Linked DNA regions of Danio rerio: region 1 is linked to region 2. The links are chromatin contacts, called in public Micro-C maps. All regions are on one chromosome and are shown on one strand. The core of a region is the stretch at or near the end of the contact, and the rest is flanking DNA. Distances in the headings are between cores, read along the strand shown. Region 1 holds the start of metrn (meteorin, glial cell differentiation regulator). Region 2 overlaps ccdc78 (coiled-coil domain containing 78).

What was found. A called contact is a pair of places that touch in the nucleus more often than the background predicts.
Region 1: a Micro-C map of caudal fin shows a contact between it and region 2, with 3 times the contacts expected there. The contact joins the promoter of metrn here to the enhancer-like site in region 2. A contact is called at or near these places in 2 of 18 Hi-C or Micro-C datasets (caudal fin and an unstated tissue).

What each region holds. Positions count from the first base shown.
Region 1 is chr24:41,618,382-41,622,970 of GRCz12tu, reverse strand. metrn (meteorin, glial cell differentiation regulator) reads left to right here and starts at 2,017. Exons shown (of 4, transcript NM_001009983.2): 1 at 2,017-2,321. The coding sequence starts at 2,221.
Region 2 is chr24:41,572,658-41,576,913 of GRCz12tu, reverse strand. It overlaps ccdc78 (coiled-coil domain containing 78), which reads right to left. Exons shown (of 13, transcript XR_012399547.1): 5 at 2,527-2,568; 6 at 1,692-1,774. Among named protein-coding and RNA genes, the nearest start is that of ccdc78, 9.1 kb to the right of the region's middle. Within about 2 kb of position 1,658, at least 12 of the 62 cell types and tissues checked have an H3K27ac peak or open chromatin away from gene starts, as enhancers often do.

The DNA of each region.
Region 1 (4,589 bases), core at 768-3,267, 46 kb before region 2:
CAGTTAAATCGAGAGAATTCGCTATTGTTTTGGATGCAATTCTTAAGGGTGTAAAACAACAATGTACCAATGAAATTATAAAGAATGCTCTCCGTTCGTTGGCTCTACCTACAGCAAGACATTTTTGGCTTTCATTATTTGATAATAATTCTTGGGTTAAAGCTTGGAAGTTGACAAATAAGTTTTGCTTAAACAAAATTTTAAAAAGTGTCTTACAACATTCTCCATAGAATTTATCCTGCTAAACATGTTTTGGAAAGATTTAAACTTAACATTTCATATATGTGTGAATTTTGTGGTTTAAAAAAAGAAACAATTTTGCATCTTGTTTTTCATTGTATTTACTGAAGAATATTTTGGAAAGATCTGGAATTGTTTATTAACAAAAAAAAATGGACTTTAAGATAGAAATTGGTTTATTTGATGCACTGTTTTATTCTGATAATGAGAACTTGAACTGTAAAGAACAATATATTTTTAATTTGTTTATGCTGTTAGGAAAATACCATATAGATAAGAAAAAGTGGGCTCAATGTAAACTAAACATTGCCCATTTGTGAATGACTTTAAAGTATACAGAAACAGGTAATGCTCTGAAAACATTTAATGTCATGTAATTGTATGTATGTATATATATATATATATATATATATATATATATATATATATATATATATATATATATATATATATATATATATATCTTTCAGAAACTATGTGAAATGTAATACCTCTTGTTCTTGTGGCATTGAGTTAATATTAATAAAAAACAGTGTTATGTTTCAAAATCCTTCAGGTTAATACAATTTAATATCGGTTAAAATCATTTTGATACAGTTAAAATCCATTTTTATTATTGATACAGTGTTGTGCTAAAATGAATAAGTTGAATCATTTGTTTCATTCATTAAAGAGTCATTTATTCGCTAGAGCAGTGGTTCTTAAACTGTGGTACGTGTACCACTAGTGGTACGCAGGCTTCCTTCTAGTGGTACACGGAGGAATGAAATATGTCATGTACATCCTACATATATTTCAAAATTTATTAAAAATGATGTATATATTATGCCATATATGACATATAGTCTATATTTCTGAGGTAATCTGCCACGTTTTTTTAAATGTGCAGAGTTGTAGCTGCTTTACTGGGCCTACTACGTTACTATATTTCAATACTGCTCATTTTGGTGGTACTTGGAGAGACAATTTTTTTCTGAGGTGGTACTTGATGAAAAAAGTTTGAGAACCACTGCGCTAGAGTGACACGGATGATATTGCCAGCTCTGTTATGTTTTAAAATCTTTAACATTTATTACAGAGTTAATAGATATATTTAAATATCAATGACATATATTGTTGTATAGTGAATCGAGTGACTCGTTCGGTTCATTAAACGAATCATACGGAGTAATTGATTCGCTAGAGTGACTCGGATGCTCTTGCCAGCACTGTGTTATGTTTCAAAATCTCTCACATTAATTACAGAGCCAATGGATAGAATAAATATTAATAAGATAGGTTTTGATATAGTGCATGCTTGCTGAGTTGTTAAAATGAACCAGTGAATCGTTCGGTTTATTAAACGAATCATACGGAGTAATTGATTCACTAGAGTGACTCGGATCCTATTGCCAGCCCTTTGTTATGTTTTAAAATCCCTCACAATAATTACAGAGTTAATAGATATAATTAAAGATTAATTAAGTATGTTGTGATATAGTGCAGTGTTAAAATGAACCAGTGAATCGTTCGATTTATTAAATGAATCTTACGGAGTAATTGATTCTTTAGAGTGACTCGGATGCCCTTGCCAGCGCGGTGTTATGTTTTAAAAATCCTTCTCATTCATTGAGAACAGGCTGATTAAAAATTCCTCCGTCGTTTTCCCTTACCCGGCGTGAATAGACGAGACTCCATTCATTGGACTTTAACTGCGCTAAAGCCACGCCTCCAGTGGGGGCGGAGTTTAAAGTTTGCTCCAGTTGTAAAAGTTCGGCGCTGGAGCTCCAGTCGGCAGCGGGGACGCGCGGTGCCACTGCTCAAACGGGACGGGCTGATGATCTGCAGAAAGAGAGGGAAAGTTTAGTTAAACAGATCCGTCTTTTGGCTTAGACAACAGTATGGGAATAGTAGGTTTGCGTGTTCTTTAGAAAATAGGTTTGGAGAAGCAGTGACCGGGACTTTACGCACGCGTCTCTCTGGATAACAGCACGCGCAGTGATGGAGATTTGGGGATTTAGGAGTGTTGCGCTATGGATTTCATTCCTGACGGGTTGGTCGATGGCCAGTTACTCAGAAGATCAGTGCAGCTGGAGAGGAAGGTAAATAACACGGAATTATTTCCGTGTCGATTATATTGCATATTAACTTTGTTTTATCCTCAATAGCATTGATTTTTCTGCTGTCTTGCATGATTTCTGTGTAATTTGATGTATTAATTAATCATTTTAAATACGGTTTTGTTATTTGCATTTACTTTAAAAATTGTTGAAATAAACGTACAAATATAACGTTGATTATATCAATAAATTAGAAATATTAACGCTTTTTAGAGAAGTGCAAATATAATAACTAGAGCAATACTCATATATCATGGCTAACATATGCATTGAATCTATCTATCTATCTATCTATCTATCTATCTATCTATCTATCTATCTATCTATCTATCTATCTATCTATCTATCTATCTATCATATGCATGCGCACTAGGAAAAAAAAAGATGCGGGAAAAAAGCCAATTAAATACTTGGGGTGTAATTTACTCCGGAAATTTTAAATTTTGAAGTTCCTGAAAAGTTTTATTAGTTTCAGTGCTGATGGATGTTTCCATTAGTGCGGAAAGTTTAAATGCCAGCAGCTAAACTGACCAATAGGGGGCGCCTAACTTTTCTTGCAACTTTATAAAATCCAAAAGGACTTAAAGGGATAGTTCACTTTAAAAGGTTTCGAACCTTTATGAGTTTATTCTGTTGAACACACAAGAAGATATTTTAAAGAAAGCTGAAAACCAGTAACCATTAACCTCCATAGTAGGAAAACAAATACTATGGAAGTCAATGGTTACAGGTTTCTAACATTTAAAAAAAATATTCTATTCAGGATAATAGAAAACAGGCCAAGAGACAGGACTGTTCTGATTGCATCACACCTAAAGGGGTAGAGTTCACCCAAAAATGATTATTTTCTCACTATTTACTCTCCTTCGAGTAATTCCAGACTTTTAAAAAGTTAGATTTTAAAATATATTAAAATAAGATATTTTGAAGAATGCTGAAAACCGGTAACTATTGATTTTCATAGTAGGAAAACAATTACTATGGAAATCGATGGTTACAGGTTTCCAACATTTTTAAATACATCTTCTTTTGTGTTCAATTGAAGAAAGAAAGTCAAATAGGGTTTAAACAAGCGAAGGGTGAGTAAATAATGACACTTTTATTTTCGGGGTGAACTGTCCATTTAAGATAATAGAAAGCAGGCCTAGAGACATGACTGTGTTCTGATAGCATCACACTTAAAGGGGTAGAGTTTATCCCAAAATCAATATTTTCTCACTATTGACTCTCCTTTGAGTAGTTCCAGACCTTTAAAAGTTAGGTACTTCGGTTGAACATAAAAATAAGTTATTTAGAGAAATTCTGAAAACCGGTAACCATTGACTTCCATAGTAGGAAAAACAATTACTATGGAAGTCAATGGTTACTGGTTTCTTTCCAAATATTTTTCAAAATATATTCTTTAAGATTTAACAGAATTAAAGTAAAATGTGAGTAAATGATGACAGTATTACAATTTTTGAGTGAACTATACCTTAATTGTAGATAAAGAGACTCAAAGAGTATAATTCAGTTTGTATAATTAGCACTTTTACGGCCTCATTTTGTAGAATCGCTGAACTCCTCCTCGATTTTAAGTTGCTTCGGACAAAAGCGTCTGCCTTTATAACCTTTATGAGTTACATTCTTCTGTTAATCACAAAAATAAGATATTTTGAAGAATGCTGAAAACCGGTAACCATTGACTTCCATAGTAGGAAAAACAAATACTATGGATGTCAATGGTTACCGGTTTCTTTCTAAACATTTCTCAAAATATATTCTTTTAAGTTTAACCAAATTAAAGTAAAATATAAGTAAATGATGACAGAATTACAATTTTAGAGTGAACTATCTCCTAATAGTGGATAAAGAGACTCAAAAGAATAGAATTTCATTTGTATAATTAGCACTTTTGGCATCTTCTTGTAGAATCGCTGAACTCCTCTCTGATTGTAAAAGTTGCTTTGGACAAAAGCGTCTGCCAAATGACTAAATGTAAATGTAGAGTGGTTAAGTGGACCCACTCTTGTTTCTTGAAGTGGTCTTTCTCAGGTCAAAAGTTAAAGTTTACTCACTTTTTACTCTCCCTTGAGTAGTTCCAAACCTTTAAAATTTACATTACTCTGTTGTACACAAAAATAAGATATTTTGAAGAATGCTGAAAACGGGTAACCATTGACTTCTATAGGAGGAAAAACAAATATGGACGTTAATGGGTACTGGTTTCTTTCAAAACATTTCTCAAAATATCTTCTTTTAGGTTTAACA
Region 2 (4,256 bases), core at 409-2,908:
AAATCATGGGAGTTGTCTTCATCATGCTACAGGACTCATGTTGATGAGTAAAGTATTTAACACTTATAATCATGGTAGATAAAGCAAAAACCTGTTCACACCAAACACAATAAGCTTTTAATTTGGCATCACCCCTTGTGACCAGCAGGTGTCCTCAGTGTGAGGCTACCCCATCTGAACACACTATTAGTGTGTTCAGATGGCGTTAGTGTTAGTGTGTTAGATTAGCGTTAGTGACATGTAATCAATCTAATCAATAAGTCAATTTTGCAATCGTCTGTTTCCCAGCAATTTCAACACAAAAACACTGAAACTAGCACTGGATTCCTGTATTTCTTTTGAAAGCCAGCATGACTTTCATAACTTCCATACGTTTTTTTATCATTATTTCCCATGGTAAAACACATTGTTTCCATGATAGTCTTTATCTTTAAATGACCTTTTAAATACTTAACATCAGTGTTTGTTCACAGTGTCGTCTGTATCTTTAAATAGCACGAGCCAGTGTTTCATCGTTCAACAGCTGGGAATAATCATTCTGAAATTGATCCCAATGATATCGTCCCTCTGTATCTTTATCGTTGTGGTGTGAACTATGCTATTCTTTAACACCGTGAATCACTTTTAAAACTATATCTTTATCCGCATCGATTGTCAATGTTTCTTCAGCTATTGGGTATTGGAGATCACAATTTCAAGATGTAAACTGGAACGAGACTTTTAAGATTTCCAGACGTTTTTGTATAACGAATAAAATTAGAGAGGTGTCATTTAAAATTGTTCATCGTATTTACCCTGCAAAACTGGCAATTGCAAGATTCTGTAAAGATAGTGATTTAAAATATACTTTCTGTAATGATAAAGAAGAGAGCATTGTTCATTTATTTTCATTTATTTTATGAATGTATTTATACACAATTGTTTTAGTGTGATCTTTTCTTTTTTGTTAAGCAGAGTACGAATATTGCCTTGTAATTCAAAGAAAAATAAGTTTTTTTTTATGAGAATACAGTCGACTTCAAAATGTGGCATATTGTTAATTTGCTTATTATATATGGAAAAATTTTGTATTCATAAATGTAAATAGGCAGTGAAAAAAAACTAATTTTACTCACTTTAAAATAGAAATAAGTCATTACCTATGCACGATAAAATACCAAAGCAAAAAAGAACTGTTATTTATTTTAAAGCCTTAAATTTTGGTTTTTGAATACATTTTTTTTCCTAAATTGTACTTGATTGGATGTTAATACAATGTTGTTATTGCCCTTGTAAGTTCTGTGTTCTAAAATTGCAATTAAAAAAAAAAAAAAGCAGCTTTTTCCATGTTTTCTAGAAAGCCAAACCCAAAATCAAGGTTGTGTGACATCATTAGCATCAACACACAGTACACACTCCTTCTCACCAGTTAAAATTGATGATTTCTCAGAATTTGAGCATTCTTTGAACCATTTGGGATAATGCAAGTACTTAAGTCAGAAAAATGTCACTGTTCTTGACGTTTCTGGATATTTTAATGAAACATAAATATTAAATATTATGCAAACCGGATAAGAAAAAAACAAGTGCATGACTGTTTGGTGAACACTTCAATGTGTTTTCAGTGATCACGAAACGTTCTGCAAACTTAATGTCGCCCACTGGTGTTTGGTATTCGAGATGCAGATCAAACACATCATCATGTGCCTCACACTTTGTCCTCTAGCCGTCGCTGCTGCTCCTCGTAGCTCTTACTGAGTTTTTCTAGCTCCTCTCTCAGCTTATTCTGAACTCCCTGCAATAAAAAACAGCGCACTTGTGTGAAACAACATTACAATACAGAAACATATTAAATTATAGATAAGCACACAAAACCTATTATAAATATTATACCACATTAATTAGCCATGTTTTTCTTTTTTTAAATGAATAACCAAGGTAATGGCGAAGCAGTGGCGCAGTAGGTAGTGCTGTTGCCTCACAGCAAGAAGGTCGCTGGTTCGATCCTTGGCTCAGTTGGCGTTTCTGTGTGGAGTTTGCATGTTCTCCCTGCATTCGCGTGGGTTTTCTCTGGGTGCTGCGGTTTCCCCCACAGTTCAAAGACATGCGGTACAGGTGAATTGGGTAAGCTAAATTGTCCGTAGTGTATGAGTGTGTGTGTGAATGAGTGTTTATGGATGTTTCCCATAGATGGGTTGTGGCTGGAAGGGCATCCGCTGCATAAAAATGTGCTGGATAAGCTGGCGGTTCGTTCCGCTGTGGCGACCTCAGATTAATAAAGGGACTAAGCCGACAAGAAAATGGTTAAATGAACGAATAACCAAGGTAATTTTAGCTAAAAATGCAATGTTCAACTAAAGACAGAAAGTGTCCAACATCTTAAATAGTCTGAGGATGAATAATTGAACAGCATATTTTCATTTTTAAGTGATCTACAAAACACTTTTACTGTAAGATATGCATATTAGCATGATTTTCTGTAAAGCTGCTTTAAATCCTTTTGATTTGATACACTCATAATCAAATTATAGTTTAGGATATTCTTACATTTTCCCCCAGTGTGCTCTTGCTCTGTTCAAACTCCTCTGGCTGTTAAAACAAACAGCAAAATCAGTGTGTTTAAATATAAAAGTTTATTAGGAATTATACTGGTTTACTACTTTAATTAATGGGATTTGATAAGGAAAGCATCACTGTTGTTATTGATATGCATACTTCTACATGTATTTATTACCTATGATAATATCATAATGGTTGTTTTAATGTCATGACAAATTACATTAGTTGTTACTCACTTTGCACAAAACATGTCTTACAAGTAGAAAAGCCTTGACTGAAGCCAATTAGAATGCAGTCAGAATGACCATATCATTTAAGTTAGTAAAAAAGTAGAAAAAAATAAGATAAGATATGAGAAATATTGCACGGACAGGGACAGAACCTCATAAACATTTGGTTGTATTTTTGTGTGAAGGTTGCATGTGAGAGTGTGTACATGTGAGTGTTTGTGTGATTATGTGTGCGCATGTGATTTTGTGTGTGTGCGTGTGCATGTGAGTGTACGTATGTGAGAGAATGTATGCATGTGCGTGTGTGTATGTGAGTGCGCATGTAAGTATGTGTATATGAGTGTGTGCATGTGAGTGCATGTATGTGAGAGAATGTTTCCATGTACGTGTGTGTGTCAGTGTGCATGTAAGCATGTGTATATGAGAGTGTGCATGTGAGCGTGTGTGTGAGAGAATGTGTGCATGTACGTGTGTGTGTCAGTGTGCATGTAAGTATGTGTATATGAGTGTGTGCATGTGAGCGTGTGTGTGAGAGAATGTGTGCATGTGCGTATGTGTGTGTGAGTGCGCATGTGAGTATGTGTATATGAGTGTGTGTATGTGAGCGTGTGTGTGAGAGAATGTGTGCATGTGCGTATGTGTGTGTGAGTGCGCATGTGAGTATGTGTATATGAGTGTGTGCATGTGAGCGTGTGTGTGAGAGAATGTGTGCATGCAGGTGTGTGTGTGTCAGTGTGCATGTAAGTATGTGTATATGAGTGTGTGCATGTGAGCGTGTGTGTGTGAGTGCGCATGTAAGTATGTGTATATGAGTGTGTGCATGTGAGCGTGTGTGTGTCAGTGTGCATGTGAGTATGTGTATATGAGTGTGTGCATGTGAGTGTGTGTGTGAGAGAATGTGTGCATGTACATGTGTGTGTCAGTGTGCATGTAAGTATGTGTATATGAGTGTGTGCATGTGAGTGTACGTATGTGAGAGAATGTGTGCATGTACGTGTGTGTGTGTCAGTGTGCATGTAAGTATGTGTATATGAGTGTGTGCATGTGAGTGTGTGTGTCAGAGAATGTGTGCATGTACATGTGTGTGTCAGTGTGCATGTAAGTATGTGTATATGAGTGTGTGCATGTGAGTGTACGTATGTGAGAGAATGTGTGCATGTACGTGTGTGTGTGTCAGTGTGCATGTAAGTATGTGTATATGAGTGTGTGCATGTGAGTGTGTGTGTCAGAGAATGTGTGCATGTACATGTGTGTGTCAGTGTGCATGTAAGTATGTGTATATGAGTGTGTGCATGTGAGTGTACGTATGTGAGAGAATGTGTGCATGTACGTGTGTGTGTGTCAGTGTGCATGTAAGTATGTGTATATGAGTGTGTGCATGTGAGTGTGTGTGTGAGAGAATGTGTGCATGTGCGTATGTGTGTGTGAGTGCGCATGTAAGTATGTGTATATGAGTGTGTGCATGTGAGTGTGTGTGTGAGAGAATGT